Linked DNA regions of Zea mays: region 2 is linked to region 1. Evidence: chromatin contacts called from public Hi-C data. All regions are on one chromosome and are shown on one strand. Each heading gives the region's core, a stretch centred on a gene start, on an enhancer-like site or on the middle of the called end of the contact. The rest is flanking DNA. Distances are from core to core; before and after follow the strand shown. Region 1 holds the start of LOC100502533 (cryptochrome 2). Region 2 has its middle 97 kb from the start of LOC103655493.

Region 1 (3,022 bases), core at 142-2,641:
GATTTACTATGGTTTGGTATTAATTTTGTTCTATTATTATTTATTATGGTTTGGTATTTACTTACATTTAGTAATTGCTAATAAAATTTTGACCAACTTATTAAAAGCAATGCTCAGCTTAAACCCCTATTGCTGATCAGCTTTGCACATTACATGAACTCCCATCTTTAGTGAGTTCATACACATTATTCCCCACAACTTGTTGACCGATGAACACGTGTGAGCTCACCCTTGCTATCTCACACCCCCACAAGAAAAGAATAGGTGGTTCAAGAGTAGCCACACAACGAGGTGTTCGATTCGATCTAGGTGGCGTCTTCTAGTTGACTTGCGCCAAGGATGATCCTTAGTTTGTTTTATATTTATATTTTATTTTGTAAGACTCCCGCTATGTAATAAGTACTCTGGTTATATTGTGACATTTATCTCTATACACTCTGTTATTATATATGTTGTCTTCTTGGCGCATGTATGAGATGCACCCGGCTTTGTTTCTTAAAACCGGGTGTGACATCGCCCTTTGATTATCTCCAACAGCTCTTCTATCACGTCCTATATCATATCTTTATTTTAAACTTTAATCTGTAAATAGTGATATCTACAGTGCTATTTTACACGGTCAAATGTACGATCTGCTGAAGATAGCCTAATTAGCCTCAATATTAGATGACAGAGTACCATGTTTTATAGAATATTATTTTTAGATAATTTTTAAACCTTAGAAAGTTTTTTATACATAATAGAAAATAAGTTTATTTTTTAAAAATTACTTTTACATCCGATCGGACGTGGCAAAAAAAAGTTACAAGCGATAATGCCAGTGGCTAAGGGGGTGATTGACAGTGCTCTAGGTTCCAGGCTCAGTGTTAAGTTATGTTGTATACTATAAATTTAAACATTTTTAAAAATATATTTTTAACCTGAATATAAAACAAAATAACTTATTTATGTCTTCTAAAAGTTTATAACTTCAGTTTTATGATTTTCTAAAGTTCCTAATAACATGCTTCATAAACTTGACCAAATTTTATGAGTTGAACGGGAATCTAATGGCCCACGCAAAATGGGAAAACAAAAGGAAAACAAAAATGGAGAGGGAATATGTTATGGGAAAGGCCAAGCGCAGGCGAGCACGAGGAGATAAATGGCAAAGAGGACGAGGCAAGAGCAAATCCGAACCAACCAATCCCAATATCCGCAGGCCTCCCTCTGCACTGGACCACACCACACCCTCGCCTTTCCCGCAACCCAGAGCCCCTCTGCCAATCTCTGCACAACATCATCGATTCCCCAGGCGAAAAAAAATACTCTGGACCCTTTTTTTCAATCAGATTTTCAATCAGAGGAGGGTAGATTGGATTTGTCAGATTATCCGATCTCCACTGCAGCCTCTCTGAAGAGAAGAGGCCCATCCAGTCCAGCCTTTCCGCAGTTCCTGGAGCAATCCTGGCTCAGTGCGTGAAGCAGCTTGATTCGCCTGCGCAACTGATAGTCATAGAAGGGAGCCAAGAGCTTGTTCTTGGCTGCTTGACCGATTCTTGATTGAGCTGCTGCGGATCTTGCCAAAGGGCCAAGAGCTTGCTGTGTCTGGAATTCTTGGTCAGCCGTGCCGGATAGGGTGAGGGTGCCATGACAGCATCGCAGTCCTCGATGAGCGGCGGCGGGGAGCCGGGGGTGCGGACGGTGGTCTGGTTCAGGCGAGACCTGCGTGTGGAGGACAACCCGGCGCTGGCGGCGGCCGCTCGGACGGCCGGGGAGGTCGTGCCGGCGTACGTGTGGTCGCCAGAGGAGGACGGGCCCTACTACCCCGGCAGGGTGTCCCGGTGGTGGCTCAGCCAAAGCCTGAAGCACCTCGACGCCTCGCTCCGCCGGCTCGGCGCCTGCCGCCTCGTCACCCGCCGCTCCAGCGACGCTGTCGTCGCGCTGATCGACCTAGTCCGCAGCACCGGCGCCACCCACCTCTTTTTCAACCGACTCTACGGTTCGATCCCCCCTCTCTGTCTCTCTCTGCTCTGCTCTAGGTGTTGTTTTACGCCTTGCTACATGTTGCAGCTGTTCTTGGCTTCTTGCCACAGTATATGCAAATCGTCAGCTTGACTTCGTGTCAAAAATCGATTTTTTATCATGGTATTCTAGCCTTGCTCTATCGGGTTTGGTTGAACGGGATCCCGTACTTCACTATCTAAATAGTAAATCACAGGATATATATACAGAATTTTAGAGAAGAGGATCTTTCCATGAACAGTTTCGCTTTCGTATATCTGCCATTAATGGATATCTCATATACTCCACACGTAAACCAACTCCAAGCTTAGTTTAGCAATTAGCATCCTGCCTTACTGACTTTGGTCGCCGTCGCCGTCGCCCTCCTTAATTCCAAAAAGTCCTTGCACCCAGCCAATTGTACTCACCAAACAAAACAACCTGCATCTTTCTTCTTTGGAGTTTCCTTTTCTCCCAAGAACCATCAATAAAAATAAACTTTGGGGCCCGGTTGACACGAACGGTCCTCGATTCCTCACCGATCGCTGTCTCGTGCCCGCCGTGCAGACCCGCTATCGCTGGTCCGGGACCACCGCGTGAAGGAGCAGCTGTCGGCGGAGGGCATCACTGTGCAGTCCTTCAACGCCGATCTGCTGTACGAGCCGTGGGAGGTCCTCGACGACGACGGCTTCCCCTTCACCATGTTCGCGCCATTCTGGAACAGGTGCCTGTGCATGCCGGACCCTGCCGCACCACTGCTGCCGCCCAAGAGGATCAATTCAGGTATCCAAATGCATTTGCCTACAGAGTTCTAATGGCCACACTGGATGACGTGAAAAATGCTGAGCTCCACAGGTGACCTGTCGAGGTGTCCGTGGGACGAGCTCATCTTTGAAGACGAGTCCGAGAAGGGCAGCAATGCGCTGCTCGCACGAGCGTGGTCACCAGGGTGGCAGAACGCTGACAAGGCGCTAACGGCCTTCCTCGACGGTCCGCTGGTCGACTACTCCGCGAACCACAAGAAGGCCGACAGCGCCAG
Region 2 (3,022 bases), core at 353-2,852, 180 kb after region 1:
ATAAGGAATATGGAGTTGTTTTCAAATATCCTCCGGTTTCTCTCCTTCTATATGTTCCATAGGGTGTATATCACGATGCCGTTGAAGTCGCACTTTTGGGTTTTTGGGAGCAGGGCGGGCACTGCTTTCCACCAGCCCTTAATGTTGGAGTGAGCAAGGTCCCCCTGGGTAGGTAGGGTCATACCTTCCGAAGCTAGAATTTTATCCCATACAACACGGGCGAAAGGGCAATGCAAAAAGAGGTGAAGGCTAGTCTCTAGGAGCCCATTGAAGAGGGAGTATTTTGGATGGTGTGGCCAACCCCTAGTGGCAAGATTGTTCGCAGCAAGGACCTTGTCCTGTAGAAGAATTGAAGCAAAAACCTTGCATTTTGATTCAACCCTTGCCCTCTAGACAAAGCCAACTTTGATGTGGGTGTAAGATCCGATGAATTGCGCTTTGTAGGCTGAATTAACTGTGAAGGCATCATCAGGGCTCCATTTCCAAGTAATGGTGTTTGGAACCTATGGTTGAAGATGGAAATCTTGGAGTCTAATCCAAAGGGAGACAAATTCTTTGATCTAAATCGAGGATGTGATCTTGCTTCTCTAAGACTTGATCCAATTCCCGCCATTGAACTCACAAGCAATCGTCCTATTTTTTCTTGATACTAGCTCGAAGAGGTGTTTGTCTAGGTTCCTTGGTCCATGCCATCAAGCCAACTGTCTTGCCATCTCCCACATGACAATGGTGGAGGCACTAAAAAGAAGCATGTCCATAATGTTACAAGGCACATCGATCCCTTTCTAAGGGTGATCACCACCTTCTAGTCCTTCCAAAGTGAGTAAAATCGAAGGGCATGTATGAACTTGTCGAGGTTGAGAACGCCCATACCACCTAGGGCTTTGGGCTTGCTGACTAGCATCTATGTGATAGTCACCTAGAGGGGGTGAATAGGTGATGCCTGAAAAACACAACTTAAACAAAACTTAATCCAAATTAAGTATTAGTTTAAAACATGCTTGTTTATAAACAAGAATTAGAAACACTCTTTCGAATACAACTTTCCTTCATGTGTTTTATTAGCTAGATAATCTTCTAAGATTAACTTAACTAATATTCTTAGGCTAACAAGTTATAGCAAGTTTACTATTTTCAATTTCACTTGTAAAATTAATTCCTAATTTCATTTGGTATTAAAAGGAGTTATTTTCTTGAACTATATCCGTTTTCTTGGCCAAACAAGTTCAAACTTCACTCAAGGGCTAGAACAAACATACCAAGTCCACCCAAAAGTTTTTATGATTTTTTAAACTCCTAATATACTTCTAAAATTCTAATAGGCTTTGCATAAGCATCTTTAAATGCTATATAATTTATTGTTTGCAATAAAAACCTTGAAACTATTTTTATTAAATAATATATGATTTTAGGAGTATACTAAAATTGGTCCCTTGATTTTACAAATTTTCTATTATTTTTAATGGATTTTACAAGCTACCAGTAAAAAGAAAAAGAAAAATAAAAATCTAGAATATGATTGGGCTGAATCTAGCTCGAGCCAGCCCACGGACAGGGAAAGCGCATGCCCGTGTCTGCGCCCGCGCGCGTGACTTTGCGCAAAGGCCCCTCGCCATTCAATTAATCAGGTATGAGCCCGCGACACTATTCCCTTTGTCACTGACATTTACGCTTTACCACTCCTATTTCTATTTCTTCACGTGCTTGGGTCCCAGACAGCGCTCTGGTCGAGCACCAGGTCGGAGTCGCGCGTACCCGTCGCTGGCAACCTATTCTGGTGGTAGCGAGTAAACAGGCTTCATTCCCGCAGCTAACTGAGCACGTCCCCGAAGAAAAATGGAACGATCCGACCCATGAACACCCTTGTCCATGATAATGGCGAACGCCGAGGCTCGACAAGCTTGTTCCGAGCACAACAACACGGTAGCATTCAATTGAAGTGCATGGAGAGCTTCGGTGTCATATCAGAGCTATGATGCTTGCGTAAATTCGGGCGGAGAACTCCTAGATTAGCTGGTTGACGCGAAGGGCGGTCTACGCGGTGCCCAGCGACGACGAGACGACGTTCTCGGAGTTTCAGTGTGGTAGAGTTCAAACGGCCGATTCCATAAGCAACTAGGGGTCGGAGAAGTACCAGGATGCAAGCCAGAGGGGCATAAACTAACCCGAGAAGCGCTAGCCACGGTGAGATGCACCACAGCGGCGCTGGTGATCTTTGGGGGAATCCGATGAACTCAAGCTACGTTGAACGGTGGGAGGTGGTTGAGGGTGGGCTGGACGCGTAATAGAGAGGCGGAGAAAGGGGAACACTCAATTTAAAATCTTGGTCAACCCTATTGTGAATTTTGGCTAGGATCGAGCTCGATGGTGGTTGGGATATTTCACAGAGCGTGTTTCACCGTGAACACTCAATTTAAAGATCCCCAACGTCGATAGAACGGCGGGCCCGCATGGCAAGTGGATGTCATGCATAAGCCGGCCAAGCGCCTATGTTCCTCCCTCTGAAGATCTTTTACCTTGTCATGTACTCCAAATTTGGTGCGAATCTCTGTGGCGAGCTCGTATCACGGCGCATGATCAATGGCGGCGAGGTGCATTGCACCTGTGATCTAATTCAGTTTACTGTACAATGTAGTACTCCATTTCAGTGTCCCACAGAGCTACATTGAGGGCATATTACTCCCATTTCCAAGTAGTAACATACCAAATCGACTTCATCAAAGTTGTTCTCCTATATAACATCTTCAACTTCGTCACACTGACCTTGGTCTTAACTTCAATGGATCAGTCACAAATTGGCTCCAAAGTTGACTATATGTCATTGAATCCTTAGTTTCAGAATTGTTCTAGTCTGACAACCCAACTTTGGGGATGTTTTACACTATGTTCCATATAGTTTTAGGACTAGGTCCCTTACTCAAATTTGCACTACTATAGTAGCCTTACAAATTTGTCATAGTGATTTACTACAAAACCCTTATGGATTTAAAACTACAAGTGTCCAAAGTTAGCTCAATATCAC

What was found. Hi-C and Micro-C count contacts between places; a contact is called where the count stands out from the background.
Region 2: a Hi-C map of bundle sheath shows a contact between it and region 1, with 2.3 times the contacts expected there. The contact joins the enhancer-like site here to the promoter of LOC100502533 in region 1. A contact is called at or near these places in 2 of 25 Hi-C or Micro-C datasets (bundle sheath and endosperm).

The regions. Positions count from the first base shown.
Region 1 is chr4:128,871,711-128,874,732 of Zm-B73-REFERENCE-NAM-5.0, forward strand. LOC100502533 (cryptochrome 2) reads left to right here and starts at 1,392. Exons shown (of 5, transcript NM_001197008.1): 1 at 1,392-1,981; 2 at 2,551-2,766; 3 at 2,839-3,022. The coding sequence starts at 1,630. It also overlaps a transcript of LOC100277665 not described here.
Region 2 is chr4:129,047,254-129,050,275 of Zm-B73-REFERENCE-NAM-5.0, forward strand. No RefSeq gene overlaps it. Among protein-coding and RNA genes, the nearest start is that of LOC103655493, 97 kb to the right of the region's middle. Within about 2 kb of position 1,603, at least 16 of the 20 cell types and tissues checked have an H3K27ac peak or open chromatin away from gene starts, as enhancers often do. A contact at or near this core is called in bundle sheath, where this site is marked.